Regions from separate parts of the Hordeum vulgare genome. Here regions 1 and 2 are each linked to region 3. A link is a contact called in public Hi-C and HiChIP or PLAC-seq data. All regions are on one chromosome and are shown on one strand. The core of a region is the stretch at or near the end of the contact, and the rest is flanking DNA. Distances in the headings are between cores, read along the strand shown.

What was found. Hi-C and Micro-C count contacts between places; a contact is called where the count stands out from the background. HiChIP or PLAC-seq counts read pairs in DNA pulled down with a chosen protein or histone mark.
Region 1: a Hi-C map of leaf shows a contact between it and region 3, with 6 times the contacts expected there. The contact joins the promoter of LOC123401417 here to the promoter of LOC123403344 in region 3. A contact is called at or near these places in 5 of 6 Hi-C or Micro-C datasets (leaf, seedling and an unstated tissue) and 1 of 1 datasets of contacts at active chromatin or transcription factors (embryo).
Region 2: an H3K4me3 HiChIP or PLAC-seq map of embryo shows a contact between it and region 3, with 8 times the contacts expected there. The contact joins the promoter of LOC123402008 here to the promoter of LOC123403344 in region 3. A contact is called at or near these places in 1 of 6 Hi-C or Micro-C datasets (seedling) and 1 of 1 datasets of contacts at active chromatin or transcription factors (embryo).

What each region holds. Positions count from the first base shown.
Region 1 is chr6H:348,889,846-348,892,545 of MorexV3_pseudomolecules_assembly, forward strand. It overlaps LOC123401417 (acetolactate synthase small subunit 2, chloroplastic-like), which reads left to right and starts at 1,283. Exons shown (of 12, transcript XM_045095213.1): 1 at 1,283-1,513; 2 at 1,625-1,850. The coding sequence starts at 1,329.
Region 2 is chr6H:348,146,879-348,149,578 of MorexV3_pseudomolecules_assembly, forward strand. LOC123402008 (mitochondrial proton/calcium exchanger protein-like) reads right to left here and starts at 1,402. Exons shown (of 15, transcript XM_045095861.1): 1 at 1,256-1,402.
Region 3 is chr6H:348,527,136-348,529,873 of MorexV3_pseudomolecules_assembly, forward strand. It overlaps LOC123403344 (integrin-linked protein kinase 1-like), which reads right to left and starts at 1,346. Exons shown (of 12, transcript XM_045097286.1): 1 at 607-1,346; 2 at 241-315; 3 at 32-136. The coding sequence starts at 1,050.

The sequences.
Region 1 (2,700 bases), core at 33-2,532, 360 kb after region 3:
TCAATCTTATCTGTGTTTCTTCCACAATCTCTTCATAAGTAGGACTCTCAAGAAATATCAACTCTTGCTCATACTTGTCAATAATATCAACATTCATGAATGCCTCTTTGTCAACATAATGAATATTCACAACCTTGTCCATCTAAAAAATGAAACAAAAGTACCAATGCTAAGTATAACACATTCCTCACAAAACAACTAAGAAACTTCTATGTCCATCCAAATTAAGCATTACCCAAACCCTAACCCTAACCCTATATCTTAACAATAAGCATAACCCAACCAATACAATGCAACATTATTGGCACAACTATACTCATTAGTATACACTAAGAACATCACATTTTGAAACAATCTTCAAAACTAGGGTTAGAAAACAAATGAACAAAAAACCACCCAAAATATATAAATCCAACCAATCAAAATTTAAGAGATGAAGGAGATTACCTCAAGCAACGGAAATGACACCGGATCCACACACCAAATCAATCCTTTTGGAGGGATTTGAGAGGGGACAAGTGGGGGAGAAAAGGTGAAAAAAGGGGCCGCAGCTCGCGGAAGAGGTGGGGAAGAAGAGAGTGAGTGGAATGATGGCCTGATGGGAGAGGGCGGTGCTCAAACAAATATCTTAGACATAAACGCCATGGTGCCTGGCGTTGCACCCCTACGTGGAAACGCCATGAGTAGCTGGCGTTGCACCCCAGCAGAAACGCACACTAGTACGACGTTTCAGTAATGTACACACGTAGAGTATTATGGCGTTTCTTAGTTGATCAGAAACACCATGATTTCTGACGTTTTAAAAAAAGTCAAAACGTGAAATTCTTTTTCGGCGAGTTCATTCTGTCCAATACTTTCGTCACGAGGATCAGAACAATAATTTTGTCCGCACAATGGGTACGTGGGAGAACAACCTTCGGCTGTTGTGCTGTCTTTATGTTTCGTCCGGGCCTCTGGGCAAATACTTTGCGCAGCCTGCCGTGCGGAGAAACGACGAACTGGCATGCTGCGTGTGTGTATCTTTCTTGCGCAAAGATGGCTTTGCGCCTTCGCCCCCATCAGACAACTGCGGATACGCCTCCTTTCTATAGCTCTCCCGCACGCAAATCGTAGCATCATCAGGCCGCGGGTTCTACTACTTACTACTCCAGCGCCCAACGGAAAACGTGGTCACCCGTGACACATGGGCGGATCACACTGTCAGGCATGCGCGGCGGGGGGCAGCTCCGTAATTTCCCCCCTCATAAACCCTACTGCTGTTATGTTAAACCAACACACTGTCCCGTCCAGCACTTCCAGATAGCCACCAACCCCGCCCTCCAATATCCATGTCCGTCGCCACCGCCCACCACCTCCGGCCGTCGCCATCGGCGGCCCCCGACCGTCTCACTCGATGCGCCGCGCGCGTCTCCTTCCGCCCCTTGCGCCGCCGCGGAGTCGCCGCGGGGGCTAGCGCCGGCGGCGAGGCAACCGCCACCGTGTCGACGGTCGCCGCGGGCGCCAAGAGGGATCCGTAAGCGCCTCTCCCCGCCGCAATGCGCTCTCCGTTTTTGATACTTCGCGCCTGAATCCCGTCTTGCTGCGCGCGTTGCTTCTTTGAGCTGACTTTGATGGGAGTTGCTAGCCGGGATTGCAGGGTGCGGCGCCACACGATTTCTGTGTTCGTCGGGGACGAGAGCGGCATGATAAACAGGATTGCCGGGGTCTTCGCAAGGAGAGGCTACAACATCGAGTCCCTCGCCGTGGGGCTCAACAAGGATAAGGCCCTCTTCACCATCGTCGTCTCGGGGACGGACAGGGTGCTCAAGCAAGTCATTGAGCAGCTCAATAAGCTTGTCAACGTCTTGAATGTGAGCCTGCCGTTCCACATTTGAACCAATTTATTACTCCGTATATGGTTAGGAGGAGTAAACCATTCGGATTTCATGCCACTTGGTTTCAACAGCCTTCATAAGATTCCACTGACTTCAAAATTTTCTTTCAGCTCTAGCAATACAGTATACAGTATAAAATGCTAGAGCATAGCAGTTTCTAATTTAATCTTAAACACCTTAGCCGTATTCTGCGATAATACTCCATTCCGTTATAATCACAACTTCAATAGTCATTTCGACATTGGAAAAAAGCTCCTTCTGTGGATGTTCTGCATTTGTTGTTGTAGAACCATCAAGGAACTACACCTTTTAGGAATAATTTGATGGAACTATACACCTTTTCTTGCACAGGTATCCTGCACCTTTTTAGCTCTCCTGTATATCTTACAACCTGGCCCCACTACATAGTCTCACAGAGTCTTGTAGTTTCCCATTATGCATAGGCGGGTACAATGTGACTCAACCTAGGTGTAATGAGCTTTGCCTGGTAGACTACTCACAATGGGGAGTAACATAGAGTAGCAACATGCATATGTTATTAGTCTAAGTTACTACCTCCACAGTGGATAGTAACATAGGGGTAGTAACATTGAGCCTTTCATTTATTAGCTTATAGACTCATCTTATCTTAGTATGCGTTATGTTACTCATACTATGAGTAACTAGCTAAGTTACTCAATTTCTCTTTCTTCTCATTAATTAGGTGCCACATCATATTTTTTGCTTAGGTGGCATCTATGTTACTATCTATGTTACTCCCATTGTGGGTAGTCTTATGTTGGTCCAAGGATTAGTGAACATTTCTGTGCCACTTTCCTAGTTATTT
Region 2 (2,700 bases), core at 152-2,651, 380 kb before region 3:
AAGTATAGTTTTCTGGTATAATGAAAGGACAGTAAATCTGTAGGATTTCCTCTAACATAACAGTAGAACACATAAGTACAGTGAGTAATACATAGAAACCTATATGAGTAGCAACTAATATGGAGAATCAAAGTGAGCATGTAAAAGCTGTAAGAGAATCAACTCTGATCCAACTATACAAGCAAGCTCAGCAACAGCCCAATCAACAGCCAGCGGAACAAATAAGTCAGTGGTTGTGTATTTCCCAACTGATCACAAGAATCAGAGCTGACAATCCATAGCCAGCACAATAAATAAGGCAACAGTTGTGTATCTCCCAATTGATCACAAGATTCAGAGCTGACAATCCGAAAATGCATAAATACTACTGTATTGAGTAGTAATTTCACTGTTGCCGGTAAGAAGATTCCATGAGAATCAACTATGTTCTTCACCTCAGATTTACAACTTGCTCACTTTAAGTCTTAACTATGACAAGCACTTCTAACAGTTCAAGAACAAAAATTGAAGCAATCATTAATTAGTAGTAAACCTGGTTTGGACACTTGCATTAAGGAATAGGAACTCCATGTTTTAACTTCCGTAATAACAGTAACAGTTATAAAAGGAAGAAAAAATCAATAGCAGATCATCTCCTCGGTTGAACCATTTTTGCTATCAAGATATCCACACAGAAAAAAAAAACTCAACAACATATGGCAGTGACGATTTAATTCGACAAGTTTGACGTCAGGAGCAGTTCAGCAGGTCGAGCATCCGAGATTATATAAAAGTTACGCACTCCAATCGACTGTCGAAAATCGAAACCCCGCGAAAAGTATGAATCGCGTCAGGTTCAGTCCGTACCGATTCATCCATCCTCCCAAGTAGTAAAAGAGACAGGTAGCAGGGGCGGACTTAACCCTTTCACAGATTTGCAAACGATCAACGAAAATACTATATAAGGAACGGGCGAGAACAAAACAATTATGATTTCTGAAGTTTCGATCAGGACCGCGAAACCGGTCCCTTCGGCTGCCACCTACCCTGAAACAACCACCAACTCGCATTCGCCAGAGACGAAATTAGCCGGAAAAACAAAACCGCAGCAGCGCGCGCGGCCACAGGCTGTCGATCCGTCCCACCGAATCACCGCTGCGAGCGAAGCGAAATCCTTCGGAAATCGACCAATGCGTCGATCGACCGACCGGGCAAAAAAAAAAACAGAGGAAGAAAAACCGAAGGAGCGTCTGCGGAAAGGCTGGGGAGAGCTCACCCGGCGAGGGACGCGGCGCCGATCGACCGATCCCGTCGAGGTAGGGTTTAGGGTTTTTGAGGAGGGAGGGAAAGGAGGGGAGGGGAGGGGCGAGGGTGGAATGGAAGGAGAAGAGGGGCAGCGGGGGCTACTTTTTACTCGGAGTGGAAGGCGAGGCGGGGCGTGGCGTGGCGCAGACGTGCGAAGAAAGAAAGAAATGTGGCTGTTGCAACGTGCAGCTCAAACCGTGAGTCTTGTGTGGGGGGACACTTTTTCGCTGCGTTCGGGTCTGGTTGGGTCGCTGCTGACCGTCGGATCGGGGCCACCTGATGGAAAATGCATTTTGCTTTTATTATTTTTCTTATCTATCCTTTCGAAATTTTGCAACAGTTTCTTCATAAATTAATAAGGAATTTTTTTGGACCTGCTTGTTTTAAATTCGGGGCTCCAAACTTCACGACAGTCCGCGCACGTGCACCTATTAGGAAAGTAAAAGGAGTCGCATTCGATTTGATTCGCAGATATGCTGCCCACTATACTGTAGACATGTTGCTTCCTATGATTGGATGTCACAAGTGGCATATTTAGATGCTTTTCTTGCATGTTTTTATGCTCGTCCGCGGTTTCTTCGACCAACTTTAAGGCCAACTTTAATGGGTGCTTTGTCCGTTTTGCATCATTTGCGTTGGCAAATCGAACGGCCTTGTCCGATTTTATTCGTTCGTCCGTATATGCACTTCACCGGCCGTCGCATCGCAAACCATTTGTCTTGTTTTGGGCTTAAAGAAAAAACATTGCGAGATAATTAAAAAGACATATAGTACCATAAACTTACTAAAAAGTCCACAAAAGTCACGACCGCACATTTAAACTTAACTTAAAGGTATTTTTTGAAAGGTCGATCTGCGAGTCACCATCATGGCCGCCTTACACTATCGACGTCGATATCGTTGTCGTACTCGTCCTCATCGTCCCTGGTGAGGCGCTACCAAAGGTGGATTGGCAGCCCCCAAGCTAGGGTGGGCGTGACCCGTGGTTGCCATTGTGCGGCAGGCTATGATGGTGGGGTGGTGACATGGCACCCATGAGGCCGGCGGCAGGGAGGGCGGGCAGCATCATCACCTCCTACTTCACGTCCAGCTTAGCGACATCGCCAGCGGCTGTTAGCGTTATCATCTCCTCCAGACCCTCTCAGTGCTCCGCTTGCCTGCACTTGAACTCCCTCTCGGAGTCCTCCATCACGACCTGCATCAGCCGCTCCTCCCCTTCGGCGGTGATGGTGGGACGTGGTGGTGGTGGCGAGGAGGAAGAAAGGGAGGGCGTCGACGTCAGGCCATGCACCCATGTACGGCCGCGCGCTCTGGATGGGCTCGATGTGCCCACGTTAGAGCGTATTTCTCCTTTAGTGGTTTTGATGATTGATAACAATGCATTTGCGGACTAATTGTGTACATTAAGCCTTTCAG
Region 3 (2,738 bases), core at 96-2,595:
AAACAAAAGGAGGGAGTTTATTGACACATGCCTTTGTAACCTCCTCTCCTCTTCGGAACTCGAGTTCAAGAGGGTTCAGTTCATACTCCGGAACTTCTTTGGGATTTGACACAGCCATTGGAGTCTTCTTGGTTTTCTAGTAGAGGAGAATAACAAATATATATAAAACATTTTCCATATCATAGCAAGAGTTAACAACAGTTTCGGGAATTTTGATTTACAAAAACAACAAATGCATACCGGAAGTTTTGCTCCTCTTGCTCTGAGAAGGTTGTAAACTTCAAAGTGCCCGTAATGTTTAGCGTCCGCTGCTGGCTGAAATTGTGAGTATGGAAATAAAAGCTGAGATCAGGTTCGGCTAAATAAGTAGTTGCACCGAGCGGGGGTTCAGCCACTACTTTCCCTGCGCCTATATTATCGCTATTTCCGAATGCATCACGTTGGTCATTGCCCCAATGTGGCAGACGCTGTACTCTCAGTACGATATAATTGCACAAACGAAATGGCCAGAGATGCTTGATCGGAAGTAGGCAAGTACGGGGCGTAGCGAAATTCAGGTGATGCATAGCAGGGTGGCGAGAGAAGAGAGTTTGGCGGAGGGCGCACCGTGCTCCCCCATCGGTCGCGGGCGTTGATGTTGGCCTTCCAGCCGAGCAGCAGGCGCACCACCTCCCCCCGGCCCTCGCAGGCGGCGATGTGCAGCGCCGTGCGGCCGTCGAAGTCAATGCTGTCGACGTCCACCCCTTCCCTGAGGAGCTCCTCCACGCCGCCCGCGTCGCCCTGGCACGCCGCGTACAGCAGCCGCATGGTGGCGTCCAGGTTCTCCGGCATGGCGAGCACAGCCGCGTCGGGCGCCGGCGTCGGGTCGAGCGACGACTGCCTGGCGAGGCCGAACCTGGTCGGCCCCGCCGCCGCCGCAACGGCCCCCGTCGCCGCGGCCGCGCCACGCCGTGGGGTGTGCGGCTCCAGCGACAGCTGGCGCCACACCCGCGCCGCCCCAGACGACAGCTGCCGCGAGAAGCTCCGCGTCAGCTTCGCCGCCGCGGCCATCGCCTCCGCCTCGCACAGCCGAAGTACGGATCCCAACCAGCAGGCGCGGTGCGAGATCGATGCCGGCGAGAATCCGCGCGCGGTTTTTGGTGCGTGGGATCTCGCGCGTGGCCGGGGCGGAGGTGGGTGCCTCTGGGGATTGGAGACGAACGATGATTGGGCGTGGGCGATGGTGCTCCGTAATAAAAATTGGGCGGAGACTCGAGATGGTGACTAGTGGCAGCGGAGCGGCAGTTGTTGGCATCAGTGGTGTACTATGGAATAGTAGGAGGAGTAGTGGGAAGCAGAGCAGGGGAGGGGAGGGAGCCGATCGACAGGGAATAAACCGCCGGTGAGGGGGGAGCATCGCGGGTACAGCTGGTGCTCGACCTGAGTTCAAAAGGTTTAGAGTGGCTGACTGCCGGGGCCGGGTAGCTGTGGGGTCATTATGTCGGGGAGAGTTGGCGCGGGAGTTGGAGGGGTTTTGCGTGTTTTTTTGTCGGTTCGTGGGGACACTTGCCGACGACTTTTTGTTTTTTTTCCTTCCTCCGAATCGAAATTATTCTCGTCTTCGTCTAGCTGAATGAATATCTAGCGGGTGGGCTACGAACACTTGTTGCCAGTTGAATTTTCCTTCGGTCTGCCAGTCAATACTAATCTCTCCATTCCTAAATATAAGACCTTGTAAAGATTTTACTATAGATTACATACGAAACAAAATAAGTGAATCTACACTTTAAAATATGTCTATATACATCCGTATGTAGTTCATAGTATAATCTCTACAAGGTCTTATATTTAGGAACGGAGGGAGTACTCTATACTCTTGTTTACTTTGGGGCACTCGATGCATGTTGTTTAAAGCAACTCCAACCGCGATCAAAACGCATGTTATTTAGAGTAACTTCAACCGCGATCAAAATAGGACGTACGTTTTGTGCGCGTTTTATCTGTTAGGGTCGGTCCGGTGAACATTCATGTTTGATTTTAAAAATGTCATAAATATCTTGAAAATAAAAAAATTAATTAAACATTAATGCCGGCCTTAAAGACCGACGCGAGTCCACGAGTCCATTTTGCATTAAGTAAAAAACATTAATTTAAACATATAAAATTAGGAGGCGCGATGTCTTAGGTGTCCTCGTATTGGGACCAGTGAGGTCGACGAGCGTCGGCACCGGGCCAGTCTAGGGGAACGACATCTCCGAGGCTATGGCGATGTCATCCGTCGGTAGCTGCACCGCCGCTCGCTGGGCTGCGGCACGATGCTCCTCCTCCTTCGCCTCGGCGTCACGCTTCAACTGCTCGAGCCGCTGGCCCTCGAGGCGCTCCTCCGTCAGTCGTCGTTGTCGTAGTTTTCCATGTAGATCTGCTCCTACGACGGTGTCGCCCCCAACCAGAAGGGTGGCGCATTCACCCACTCACGCACTACCCCGTCCCATGTGTAGCTCTCGGTCCTGAGGGCGGTCGGCCCCGGCTCGGTCTTGGCGGGGGATGGCGGGGCCATTGGCGGCACGACGCAGTCGCGGATGGCGGAGAGCGCCATGGCCTCCGCCAGCCGCGCCTGGTAAGCCGTCGCCCCCTCCTCCTCCTTGCGCCACTCTTCCTCCTTGCTTTCATGGAGGATAGCCGCCTCAGCCTCCTGGTCATCACGCACGACGAGGGGCGGCGGGGTGCCAGCCCGCACGTCATGGACGCCACGCCGACCG